2 separate regions of the Sus scrofa genome follow, and region 2 is linked to region 1. Evidence: chromatin contacts called from public Hi-C data. All regions are on one chromosome and are shown on one strand. The core of a region is the stretch at or near the end of the contact, and the rest is flanking DNA. Distances in the headings are between cores, read along the strand shown. Region 1 holds the start of SEMA6A (semaphorin-6A). Region 2 has its middle 170 kb from the start of SEMA6A.

Region 1 (6,443 bases), core at 1,958-4,457:
CAAAGAAAGTTGGGCATACAAGTGAGAGAGTGTGTGTTTGTTTTTGGGTGCCTGTGTTTTAAACCTTTGATGGATCACATTCAGTAGCGACTTGATTCCCATCCAGCCGAAGCAGAGAGCGGTCCTTCCGTGACCAGGTCTGGCTACAACATTTCCAAAGCAGCTGCTTTTCTCCCAAGAACCAACGCGGAATGGCCAGCGGGTGCTGCTCACTGCAATACACGCAGGAGGCCATCCCTGGAAGTGCTTGCCCAGACTGTGAAAACAGTGGTTCCTCCCCCATTCACATACACCTGACTCTACTGCTCTGCTCCTCCCTGAACGCCCGCCGGCTGGAAAACGGCGCACGGGGCGCAGGAGCCTGGGGATGCTGCGCTTGGATCTGGTACTTGCAAAATAGCGAGCCCCAGCCAGAGACCACACGCGCGGGTGCGTCACGCCAGCCGCTGTCCACAGTGACCGCACCAGCTCCCGAGTCCTGCCCTAAACTGCCCCTTCTCGCTCTCTTCCCCACGCCCACTCCGTCCTGGATTGCTTGAGAGACTTGTCCAGCTAGTGCAGGGCCATCACCCCAACGAAGCTTACCATCAGCCAAGGATGCCACTCTCCCAAGGGCCGGCTCCTACCTCCTAGCTGCATCTTGGGCGGTCTGTCCACCTCCCTGAGGGCTTGGTTTCCTCCCGGCTGCACATGCTGAGCCCCGAATCTCGCGTGCCCCCCACCCCTAGTCTTCAGAGAAACTTTCCGGAAGCGCCAGGTAGAGTGACCCCTTGCTGGAAGGGGGAAGGGGCGGGGGGAGGCGGCACCGGACCGAGGGGCGGCGAGGGAGCAGGAAAAGACAGCGGCGTCCTGTTTCCTTTCCTGATACCCGTAAGTCCAGGACTGTGCTCCCTGGCTCCCCCCTGCACCGTTCCGGTCGTGTTAGGAGGGAACGGACCTCAGGATCTTGCTTTGCACCGTGTACCACAGTGAGCTGAGAAAAGAAAAAAAAAAGCGGAGAATCTGGAAAATAGACACTTCCCAGAAGGGTCATGCAGGGTGGTTGGGTACTGTCGGGTTTGCTCCCCGAGCGCCCCACTGCCAGCGAGGCAGCCCTCCAGACTACAGCAAGTAGTTCGGACAATTCAGGACTGGGGCCCGGGCAAAGCTCTTGTCTGGTCTCGTTAGCTAGTACTGAGCCATCTCTTGCCAGGTCTTCCCACCTTGCCGCCTCCCGGGACACGTCCTTTCCAGAGAAGAACCTCGTTGATTTTGGAAGAGGGTACCGCGGGTGCGAGCCCCGGTGGGGCGAGTTCCGTGCTTGAGGGGGACGCAGACGCGACAGATGCGGTTTTCGCCGCCCAGAAGGGAGCTTCAGCGGGGGATAGGACCCAGGGCGGGGGCGCCGCGCAACACCGGGAGGAGGCCACTCATTCGAGCAAACAAAGCCCGGAACCTCTGGTGCCAGCGGCCGCGGGAGCCAGCCGGGATGTCACCAAGTGGCAGGGTGCGCGGGTGCCAAGGCCATTACAAGTTTCCCGCACTCCACTGAGCCCAGCCCAGACACCGCGCCGACAACAAAAGATTCTCTTCGCTTCCCCACCGTATCTATGGAACCCCTTCTCCCACCCCTGAACCCAAACCTGGTGCTGAGGGAAAGCAGCGCTCTTCTATCCAATCTCCTCCAGTCCTCGGGGCCAGAACCCCTTCCCCTGCCTTCGCACCAGGACAGGGAGCTTCCAAGAACCTCACCCTTTTCGGGCCTCTCTATTGCCTGCTGGCCCGAAAATGAGGATGAGCCCCCGGGTCCTGCACACACATCCCAGGGCCAGGCAACTGTCCGCGAGGTCGGGGTCCCGGGCGGCGCCCGGCATGTGCGCGGCGCGGGTGGGGAAGCTTGCAACACGGAGCCCGGCGGTCTCTGGGGCGCAGGGCGGAGAAGAACGTCGGGCAGGGCTCACAGCTGCTCCCCCAGGGCCGAGCAACGCTCGAGAGACAGACACAAGACAAAATAAAACGCAGGCACCACAAAGCCGAGAGCGCTTTGCCTACCGCGGCCCTGGGACCCGCAGGAGGGAGCGGAGCTGCCCGGGAGGTGGGGCGCGCCGGGACGCCCCAGCCGTACCTTTTCGGTGCATCGACGGGCAGGCGGCCGGGGCTCGGAGCGGGCTGGCACAGCGTGTATCCCATTTAGTAATCCATTATCAAGGGGTTCTCTCTGGGCCGCGAGCTGCGCTCTCTCCTCCGCAAGCCTTTGTCATTCCTACATATGTGCTTGTCTCTTTGGGGTAACAGTCGCGGCGACTACTTTCTGGGATGCAAATGCTCTGGGTTCATCTCCAATGACAAGCGGAGAAGGGAAAAGGAAAAAAGAAAGAAAAAAAAAACCAACAAGAAAGGAGTAAATGTTCAAGAAACTCTTCTTCAAATCCAAATTCCACTTGGATTCCACTCCAGCGAGTCCCTTCGGTAGTGTCTGCGCCGATTAACAAGTCATTTCAGGGTGGGGGGCGGGGTGGGGGCTGGGGCAAGGGTATATGCTCTAGCCCCGCTCGCCGACCGGGAGCGCTACCCCGCGGGTGTGGCGACGCTGGCCGCTGCCGCCACTCCTAAGCGGGCATCGCGGGCGGTCGGCCCCGCGGAGAAGCGCCGCTGCTGCGTCCCGAGCGCCTGGACAGCCGAGTGCGCGGGGAGCGGAGTTGGCTGCAGCCTCACCCCGTGCGGCTCACTACTCCTCTGTCACCGGAGAGGCCTCCGCTCCAGGGCGGAGCCAAGTCCCGGACTGGATTGCGCAAGGCGGACTCTCCTCCTGCAACCCCGCCTCCTTTGGCTGGCGTCTTCTCCGACCCAAAGGAGAGCAGTGGTCTCTAGGAGTGAACGCGAGTGATCGAGGTGGAGGGGGAGAGAATCTACGCCATGTGACCGTAGGTGGAGCCTTGGACCGACTGGCCAGTGCAGCTTCCTTCCACCACTATTCCGGGCCCCACCACGCGCTAGGCGGAGGTCCCTGCGGGGGCAATGCCGGCAGGATCCCAGCCCTCGCCTCCCCCACCCCTGGCATTTGCTCTAGCGAGGAAAAAAAAATCCCGGACAGCATTGCTGAGCACGGCCAAATCAGAAAAATAAATAAAAATAGACGTATTGCAGGAGCGAGTTACAAGAAGGGATTTGTTCATCGATTTTCTTAAATGGAAAAGTTTTAAAGGATGAGGGTAAGTGAATGGCAAGTGTTTCTAATTCTGATTACAGTATCAAAGGTGGATTCCAGAAGTGATGGAAGCTCCACGCACCCAGATGAACTGGATAGAAGCCGGTGCGCTTAAAAAAACACCTCGAAAATATGAACACAACTATTAGTTAACATACCTATAACACAACACGTTAATAAAGCATGTTAAGCAAACAAATTGTAGTGCAAAGAATGCTGTTAACAACGATGATGTTTTTAAACGTAGGAAATATGTAAACTATTCTTAGAAACAATTATGTAAACTTCAGAAATAAAACACAATTCCAGCGAGAATCCAACAGCTTCATGGAATAAGTAAATCGCAACTTCTTCCAAGGCGCTTTTGTTAACACCACCAGAAGAATGGCAGGCACAGCCTTTTTCTGTCTCTTAAAAGTTCACTCGCCAAAAAGCTTTGCAGTTACAGGCTTGGGCCAATTGGCCAGGCCACACGATGTCCCCCTCCCCCGGCCGCTGCGCGCATGGTAGCGTGTTGTTCCCCAAGTGGGCTTCTCGCGTGGTGAGGGCTGTAAGCCACAGCCTTTAAAGAAAGTAACTCGGAGCGACCAAGCAGTTCTCCAGTCAATATTTACTAGTTTTGGGCTTGGCCGAGAAAAGCATTGGGAGGGAGATCAGGGTCCCCCCTCGCCTTTAGGCCTAATAAACGCATTAGATACTGTACCTATTCCCTAATTGGGGCTAGGAACCAAGTCCCCCTTTTTTGCAGTTCATACAAGGAAACAAAGTTACATCTGCTCGTGGGGGCTCACAAATAATAAAAATATACATATGTAAAGATTTATAATAAGTAAGTTATTAAATAAATTAAAAAATATATTTCCACAAACCATTTAGAAAAGGTGGGGAGAATGGTTGAGTGGAAAAAGGCTTTTGCCGAAGCTGCCGGCAGGGGCCGCTATCCTCACCTTTCCCAGGCAAAAACCGCGGCGGATCCGTAGTGACTGGGGGTTGGGAGCCGAGGGCTGCGGCCATGGGGGGCGGAGCCCGCTCCGGGAGAGGGCTGGGGCGTGGGGGCGGCGGACTTGGTAGCGCGCTCCCGCGCACTGGTGGGGAACTGGGTCGTGGACGTGCCTTTCGAATCCAGTCGGCACCCAGGCAGAGGCCCTCGCCGGCCGCGACCGCTGGATGCTCGGCTGCGCTATGTAACGACCAGATTTCGACGTAAAACCTCAAGCTGATCCATGCGCCCCCTGCGCGGTCCCGCAGTCTGCAGATCGGGCCCAAGAGGTCCCAGGGATTCTCTGTACAGCGTCTCCATTCAGACCGGGTCGCCGAGGCCCCTTCTTTGCTCTCTGCCTCTGATTTACATGCTGACTGGGTCTGGGAAAAGTTCTTTTAATTGGCAGAATTAGGCAGAGCAAACGAATTGTTTCACAGGCTGAACCAAATTAATTCCGGGTTTAGCTTCTTCCCTTGGAGAAACAAACAATTAAGCTGTCTTGTTTGCTTTATGGATGTATTGGAAGTGCCCCACATCGAGTTTCAGGATATGTTTTTAAAGGGAAGTTATTTTCATTATTAATACTTGCATGTTTAATTTGCAGTAACGCTGAGCCAAGAAACGAGAAATTAAATTTACCTAATTTAAAATTAGGGAATACAAGAATTTGAGTTAACTTGTGCAAGGCTAAGAAATACCACTCGGAATCTTCCTGGCAATGACGAAATCTTGAAGTTTCACCATCTAATTAGGCACTTGTGGAACTGACCAGGTGAGATTACATTTCCACTTGCCAGGGGAGAGATGCTCCCGGAGATGGCAGAAAAGCCAGCTATTGTGTCCCTTCTGAAGCCCTCAGGGGAGCACCTGTGGGGAGGCTGCCCTAGGAAACCTCATGATGTCATTTCCCCTTCTGTGCGCAGACTCCCACAAGCCTGCCTTGCTTTTCAGTAAAACCTCTGCCTCTCCAAAGCCTTTGAAGCCTGCAACCTACCCTTTCCCTTTAGGGAGAGAAAGCTGACAAGTTAAAGCGTCAGCAAGTGTTAGAGTGGGTAGGGAAAGTTGGGCTGTTTTGTAGTTAAGTGGCACCAAGTGGAGTGAGGAAGGCCTTGGTCTTTGGAGCCAGGCTCTTGTTAGGTAACCTACTGATAGTGACCTTGGGGCAGTCACTTATCTCTCTGGAGCAGTGGACTCACCTGTCAGTGAGGATTCTCGTCCCAGGGGTTGTGTGGATTAAATGAGGTGAGTGTAAAGCACAGGTCTAGGGTCAAGGTTAGCTAGCATCACTGTCCTTCTCCACATCAATCCTCCCACCATGTTTTACAGGAGTCAAATGGAGGCAGGGGAAAGATGCGGCTTGCTTTGGGTCAGTGCTGGGAGCGGCCCCATAACAACCCCTCTTCAGTAAATGCTTAAACCTGCTTTCCCCCAGGTCACTTGGAAAAGCAAGGTGGGAGAAGAGGAGAGAAAAAGGTAAACTCACACAGCATCCTTTTAAGGGCCATATCCAGCTATTTGGTCAGAAGCTCTGCTTTACCACCAATGGTAGAAGTGAACTTGGGAGAAGAGTTTCCTGGTGCTTACCCCTCAACTCCTGGTGGGAATGAGTTCCTGGGGGACACCTGGGGAGTGCACTTTATACATTCAGGCCACTGTCAGCCATAGTCAGGCAACCTCTCTGTTTCTGTCTTTGAAGTTCCTTCTCTAGAGTTCCCTTCACCTGCTTGCTTTAAATCAATGGTCTTAAAACCCATTTTTTACACTAGAGTTGTGGGGGAGCTTTTGAATGAGACAAATCCTCAGGCTACAGAGATGCTGAGGTGTTGAGCTGGGACTGGGGGCCATGGGCCTGGATATTTTTAAAGCTCCTTGGAGAATTCTGGTTTGTAGCTGGGAATCAGAGTCACTGTTACCAGGAATCCTGACTGTGTTCTAGAACACTGCTTTTCCCCAGCCTTTTCTGATGAGGCTGTTTCTCTCTTGCTCGCTTATCCCAGTATTGGAAAGCAAGATGTGTCCTTGCTTGTCAGGCTATTTCTTCTTTTCTCAGAAACTTCCAGACCTTTGGAGTGGTGCTCTCCTCCACAGACCTCATTTTATCCCACTTTTCAAAGACTTGGCGCAGGCTTACTGTCCTCCTGTCTATCCCTCCTGTCACCTGTCGGCATTCATGTGACAGTTAGTGTCTACCCAAGCACGAACCCTCTGCTTTCTCAGTTTCTTGCCTTCCTCCTCTAAACTATCCTTTTTTCTTACCCACCCCTGCCCCCTACT
Region 2 (6,443 bases), core at 1,415-3,914, 170 kb after region 1:
GAAGGACTGCGTCCCACTTACTCATGGTGAAACCCTGTGTATTAACTCACTATGTTCTGGCTTCCTTCTTTCCTTTCCCCACCTGACTCCTACTCCCCTACCGCTATTTCCTGGGATCACTTCCCAGCTCAACTACTAGCATTCAAACCCTTATCTGCCAGAACCAGGCAAGCTTCACGGTGTTAAAGTTGCCAGGCAAAGGGTTCCATCTGGGAAATCATGCTCAAAAGTGTATGTCCTATTTTCTCTTCCTCCCTCCCCCGCCCCGCCTTGTCCATCCAAAGGAAAAACAAACCACCAGACAAAAACAAATAAGGACAACAATAGCAACGGAAAATGAGTGACACCTGTTAGGTTGCCTACGGAGGACTTGTCCTAATTGTCTGGATTGGTCTTTGCAAATGTATTAGTTTTTACATGGCTGCCTTCCAACACTATTTTCTAGGCAGGATTCCAGCCATTCTGCCTCCTGATTCTTAACTTGCAGTTTGCCCAATCTTCTTGATTCTTGACATCACAGCCAGCACATTTCGGTCTAAACCCACTGGGATTGGATGAAAAGGGGGTCTTTGGTGAGGTGTCCAGAATTACTTCTAGCCATCCAGGACCTGGTTCTGATGAACTACATCTCGTTTTAGATGGGCACTTATTTTCTGTGTCTACATCAATAGTCTGATGTGGTAAAGATGAAAAGGGGGAAAAACAGGGCTTGAGAGCTTTACAACTCCTGCTGGAGTTGGAATGCATTTTCCTATCTGTCTGTTTGATTGGAAATTTAAATCATCGCACATTTCAGGAAATTGGTAGCCTCATAAGATACGAAATCTGACAGTTTATGGCTCAATCTGTGTCTTGCTGTTTTTAAAGGAAAGGTAGTAAAAATTGAAATTAAGGAAAACAAATAAATACCCTAGTTCTCTGATGGCGCATTTTATAATTATCACATCTGCTGCAGAGCGCCTGAAAAATGGCCCTGGAAGGCTGCCGATGCTGCAGAATGGCTCACGCAGTGAAGAGGCGCTGGACAGGAGAGGATGTGGGGTAATGGGCTTCTTACACGAGAGTTTAACCTTGCATCCACAAGTATTATGGTTTTTCTCCCTTCTGTTTTGTTTTCATTGTCGTTGCTCTGCATCTTTCAAAGCATGTGAGATCCTGTCTCTCCACACCCTTGCTCTGGGGTTCCTGTGTCACAGTTCAGGAAGGAAATGGACCAGAACAGTCAGCAGGGCTGGTGTGTGTGCGCGCCGCTGAGTGAGGGATGAGGAGAAGCCAGAGCAACAGAGCAGCAGTTCTGACCTGGCTTTGGGTCTTGCCTCCTTTGGCAGGTTAGGAGGACAAATCAAAAATTCAAGGTGTAGGGATCTCCCTTCATGGCTCAGTGGAAACAAATCTGACTGGCATGCATGAGGACGCAGGTTTGATCCCTGGCCTCACTCAATGGGTTAAAGGATCTGGTGTTGCCACGAGCTGTAATGTATGTTGCAGACGTGGCTCGGATCTGGCATTGCTGTGGCTGTGGTGTAGGCTGGCAGCACAGCTCCTTATTCGACCCCTACACTGGAAACCTCCATATGCTGTGGGTGTGGCCCTAAAAAGACAAAAAAACAAAAACAAAAAAACAAGGTGTAAACCACACCGTTTTAAATTATAATTCATAATTATAATTTATCATTTATCATGAGAAAGTGTTAATTCATGATAAGATAATGGTTAAACTTATTATGTGCCAAGCACTGTGCTTAGTGCCTTGCATGGAATATTTCATTTAATTCTAATAACTTTCTGCGGTAAATGGCATTATTATCATTATTAGTATTTTCATTATTTTGGCCACGCCCATGGCATGTGGAAGTTCCCGCACTGCAGTAGCTATCCAAGCCGCTGCAGTGACAATGCCAGATCCTTAACCCACTGCATCAGGGGGAGCGCCACTATTTCCATTTTAAAGATGAGGCTATGAAGGTTTAGGAGAGCTCGGCACTGGCTAGTGAAATCAAGGGGACTGGTCTCAGCTGCAGAATTCTGATTGGCGTTAGAGCCGCGTGCACCCTAGGACCACTTTTCCCAGCCAAGGAGGAGAGTGGAGGGATGAGCACCCTCCTTCCTCTTTCCTGTGTGGCCCCCTCCACACCCTGCTCTTGGCTTCTCTCATTCAGTCCCATCCACCCAGCTTGGGGTCACATCCTTTGTGCTCTCTAAGGTATGCATGGACTACAGTGCTTGCTGGGGGGGGGCCTCTCTCAACGGATCCGCATTTTCACCTGACCTCATCTTAAGACCAAGGAGCTTCAAGGACCAACCTAAGGTATTAGGGAAACACCTGTGTGTTGGAGGAAACGGGATGGTTGAAAGGCTGGAGCTTTGTATTAGTTTGGGTCCCTCTATAAACCACCTCTGAGTCAGCAGTTGTTGGAGGTGAAGGGTCTCTGGCAATGGACTCTAGGGATAAAACAGGAAAGGAGAGAGCGCCGCTAAAGCTTGCTTTAGTAAGCAGTGACTGTGAGGGCTCTCCGAGCTCCCACCCGCTGCGGAAACCTGATAGACGTTTGTTCCTGTGGGTGAACATGTGCCCCAGAGCTCTGCTGGTCAAAGGGCGAGGATAGCCTTCTCCCAAGGTTGTTGGTGGGTCGAGGCCACTTGGTGGGAGTGTTAGTTCGCTGCTGTTGCTGGCCTGCCGAGTAGGCAGGAAAGCAGGCTCCTGTGGTTACAGAAAGCCCGCAGGCAGAGAAATGCAGGTGCTGGCACTTGAAAATGAGGCCAGAAATTACTGGCAGGGAGATGGGGCAGGAGCTGGGGTCTTGCCCAACCTGTATATGCTTCCTTGGTCTTTGAAGTTAAGGGTTTCATCCTGAATGGGCATCATGCTGAGCCTCAGGTTCACCAGCATGTTTTTCCTTTCTAGAACCAGATAGATAAAAGAATGAAAAGTAACATTGGATCCAAATTGGGGCACTCACTATTCAGTGTGTCTCTGTGTGTGTATGTGGTGGTGGTGGTTATATAACTGTCTTCTAAACGCTGGAGGAGATCATGAAAAATTATACCAGTTTTTTATGGGTTAGGTATTTTCTGTAGCTTCTCTTTTCCTCTTAAGAAGCTTTGATTTAAAGGCCATGAGCTCCTATTATTGCTTCTAAGTCTCTAAGTAATACAACTGAAATTGTCTACTGCTCTGCATGGCAGGAACCAATTCTAGGTATTCTACTGTTTAATGCACACATTTATTCAAGTGACAGAAGTACAGGGTCTTTGTGTGTTATTCTATATGACTACTTTAAATGATAGTTACAGTGCATTTTTATCCACTCATTCTAATGATCCCTTTGTGAGACAAATAGCAAGTAAGCATTCTGTACACAGAGAACTTGGCCGCTTCTATATGCAATCCAAATGATTTTTTAAAAGAAAATAAGTAATTCATTCACTAAACAGCTGTTTCTGGAAAGAGTAGTTATTTGGCTGAATTCAAAGCTTCCCTCATCTGCCACTTAATATTTGTGTCTGTGTATGTGAGTGCAGTTCCAATAGGTATCAGCCATTGTTAACAATTAACAACAACAACGAAAATTCTTTGGGAAAGTTTCTAAAGCATGTATCTACTTGGTGTCGATGGTGGTATGGGGAGGACTCGTGTCTCCAGAACCCATCTCCTTCTTTTTAAAAAATTTTACATTTTTTTAATCGACGTATAATTGCTGTATAATATTACATGTTACAGATGTACAATATAGTGATTCACAATTTTTAAAGGTTATACTCCATGTATAGTTATTATAAAATATTGGCTATGTTCCTGGTGTTGTACACCATTTCCTTGTAGCTTATCTTATCCCCAACCTCCAACTCCCCCCACCCCAGGTTGCTCCACCCCTATGCCTTCTCCCCACTGGTAACCATGAGTTTGGTTAGACTCTATCTGTGAGTCTGCCATCTTCTTATTGTGTGAGCATCTCCCCAGTGTGTGTGAGTATTTGTAGCCTCACCTCCTCTCCCCCACATGTGAGCGCCAGAGCAGTCACTTGAGTTAGGTGGCAAGTCAGAAGCTCTAGATCAGTTCCTGCCTTGAGCTAGCGGTGCAAAGAAAAACCTTTGAGGGTTTATCTTCTGCAGGAGTGGTGGGGCCAGGAACGCTGGTGGAATATAGTGGCGGTGGTCACAGCACCAGCATCCGCCTGTGATGATGTTCTGGCAATTTTGTGTTTGCTGTTTCTTAGCCCTCTGGAGTTTCCTCTATTCTTTTAAGAGGGGTTTATTGATGCTGTTTCTGCTTGCAGAACAGCATCCTCCCTCCCCTCAAGCATGGCAACATACAACAACAAAAATCAAATAACCCAGGGCTATGGAGCACATGGAGGTTCCCAGACTAGGGGTCTAATTGAAGTTGTAGCTGCTGGCCTAGGCCACAGCCACAGCAACGCCAGATCCGAGCTGTGTCCACGACCTACATCACAGCTCACAGCAATGCCAGATCCTTAACCCACTGAGCCAGGCCAGGGGTCGAACTTGCAACCTCGTGGTTATTAGTTGGATTTGTTTCTGTTGCGCCACCATGGGAACTCCTATTTTATTTTTAATTTAACTTTTGTTGAGGTAACATTGGCTTATAACATTATATAAGTTTGATGCGGACAACATTATACTTCTTACACTACAAAAAAAAAAAAAAAAAAAAAAAAGAAGTGTTTACTGAGAGCCTGCTCTAAGCCAGCCACTGTTTGAGAGGCTAGAGGCTCAGAAATGAGTCCCTGAAAGAGTTTGTAAAAATAACCACAACTTCCTCTCCTTGCGTTTAGGACCAAGTGATGTTGCAGGTCCTTCCAACTAAGAAACAGAATCTATTTTCTACCCTTTGAATCTGGGTCGTTCAATGGTATTGTCACAAATGTGACTCATTCAGAGGTAGGAAAAGCACTTGTGCATTCAAACCTTGACCAACACACGAATAAGCCCAAGCTAGGCAGCCAGAGGGTAAGATGTCACTTAGAAAAGTAACAAATGGGCCAGCCTCGAGCTGGCCAGCCTTCTGCTGACTCTGTTAATGAATCTACATGTTTGAGTAAGCTTTAGTTAAGATCAACCAAACCTTCCCCAGACCAGAGGACCGCCCAGCTAAGCCCAGCCCAAAATGTCAAACCTAATTGCCAGAGTTAGGATCTAAATAAATGGCTGTTGTTCTTAGACTCTCAGTATGTGGGTGGTTTATTATTCAGCAAGAGTCAGCTGACATAGTCTCTAGCTTCATGGTATTTACATTCTAGTGGGAAGAGACAGTATATAAAAATACATGTCATAATCTCTGCTTTTGAAACTGCTGTAAAAGAGAGAGAAAGCAGGTAGAGCGGTCAAGAATGAGTAATCTGAGAAAAATATTTGAAGTGAGGAACCGAACATTGTGGAGACTTGGAGGACAGTTATTTCAGAGAGAGGGGACAGTAAGTGTCCGTGTTCTGGGCAGGAATGTGTTTGGTGTATTCAGGGGAGGTGAGAAGGCCAGTTGTGAATCAAGAGAAAGAGGGTAGGAAGTAAAGTGGGAGAGGCAGCCAGGGGCCAGGAATCTCTGCAGAAGATGCAACGGTGAATTCACGTTTTCAGAGTGAAAGGATACTGAGCCAAGACCCACTGGATACCTGAGCTCCTCTAGACCAGGCCAGCTCAAAGGAGGAAATGACCAGGGAGCCGAATGAGCAGGTCAACATCTGGAGGATTATGGGAGTGGCATTTGGAAAAGGGGGAGAGGTAATCAAACAGGTGAGAGAAGAGAAATACCAAAAGATGATGGACAAGTAGGTTTAATTCTGTACCATTAGCTTTTTGCTTTCTTTGTACAGATCATCAGTTTTGTGGATTTTTTTCCCCTAGGAAACCTTAAAATTTCATACTGCCTGTTCTTTTCTGACATGCTTTTACATTCTTCCCCCCTTTCCTTTATGACAGTGATAGGTGCATAAAAAGGAACATTGTTTTTTCTTCTTCTTCTTCTTTTACTTTTCATTTAATTTCTTTTTCTTTTTATGGCTGTACCTTGGGCATATGGCAGTTCCTGGTCTAGGGATTGAATTGGAGCTTCAGCTGTGGCCTGTGCCACAGCCATGGCCATGGCCATGTCAGTTCCTTAACCCACTGAGCAAGGCCTGGGACCAAACCTGCATCCTCATGGAGAAAATATTGGGTCCTTAACCCTCTGAGCCACGATGGGAACCCCTTGTTTTACTTTTCAAGTTGAAGTCAATTTACAATGTTATGTTAGTTTCAAGTGTATAGCAAAGTATATACACATACAGACACCCATAAATACATTTTCTTTTTCATACTCTTTTCCATTATAAGTTGTTTCAAGATACTGAGTATAATTTCCTGTGCTATACGCAGGTACTTGTTGGTTACATATTTTGTATTTAGTAGTGTCTGTATGTTAGTCCCTAACTCCTATTTTAGCTCCC

The links. Hi-C and Micro-C count contacts between places; a contact is called where the count stands out from the background.
Region 2: a contact with region 1 is called in a Hi-C map of liver, with 6 times the contacts expected there. The contact joins the enhancer-like site here to the promoter of SEMA6A in region 1. A contact is called at or near these places in 1 of 5 promoter capture datasets (liver), 8 of 47 Hi-C or Micro-C datasets (brain, heart right ventricle, liver and 3 more) and 1 of 2 datasets of contacts at active chromatin or transcription factors (skeletal muscle).

What each region holds. Positions count from the first base shown.
Region 1 is chr2:120,684,390-120,690,832 of Sscrofa11.1, forward strand. It overlaps SEMA6A (semaphorin-6A), which reads right to left and starts at 3,208. Exons shown (of 18, transcript XM_005661593.3): 1 at 2,105-3,208.
Region 2 is chr2:120,853,232-120,859,674 of Sscrofa11.1, forward strand. No RefSeq gene overlaps it. Among named protein-coding and RNA genes, the nearest start is that of SEMA6A, 170 kb to the left of the region's middle. Within about 2 kb of position 2,665, at least 5 of the 83 cell types and tissues checked have an H3K27ac peak or open chromatin away from gene starts, as enhancers often do. A contact at or near this core is called in liver, where this site is marked.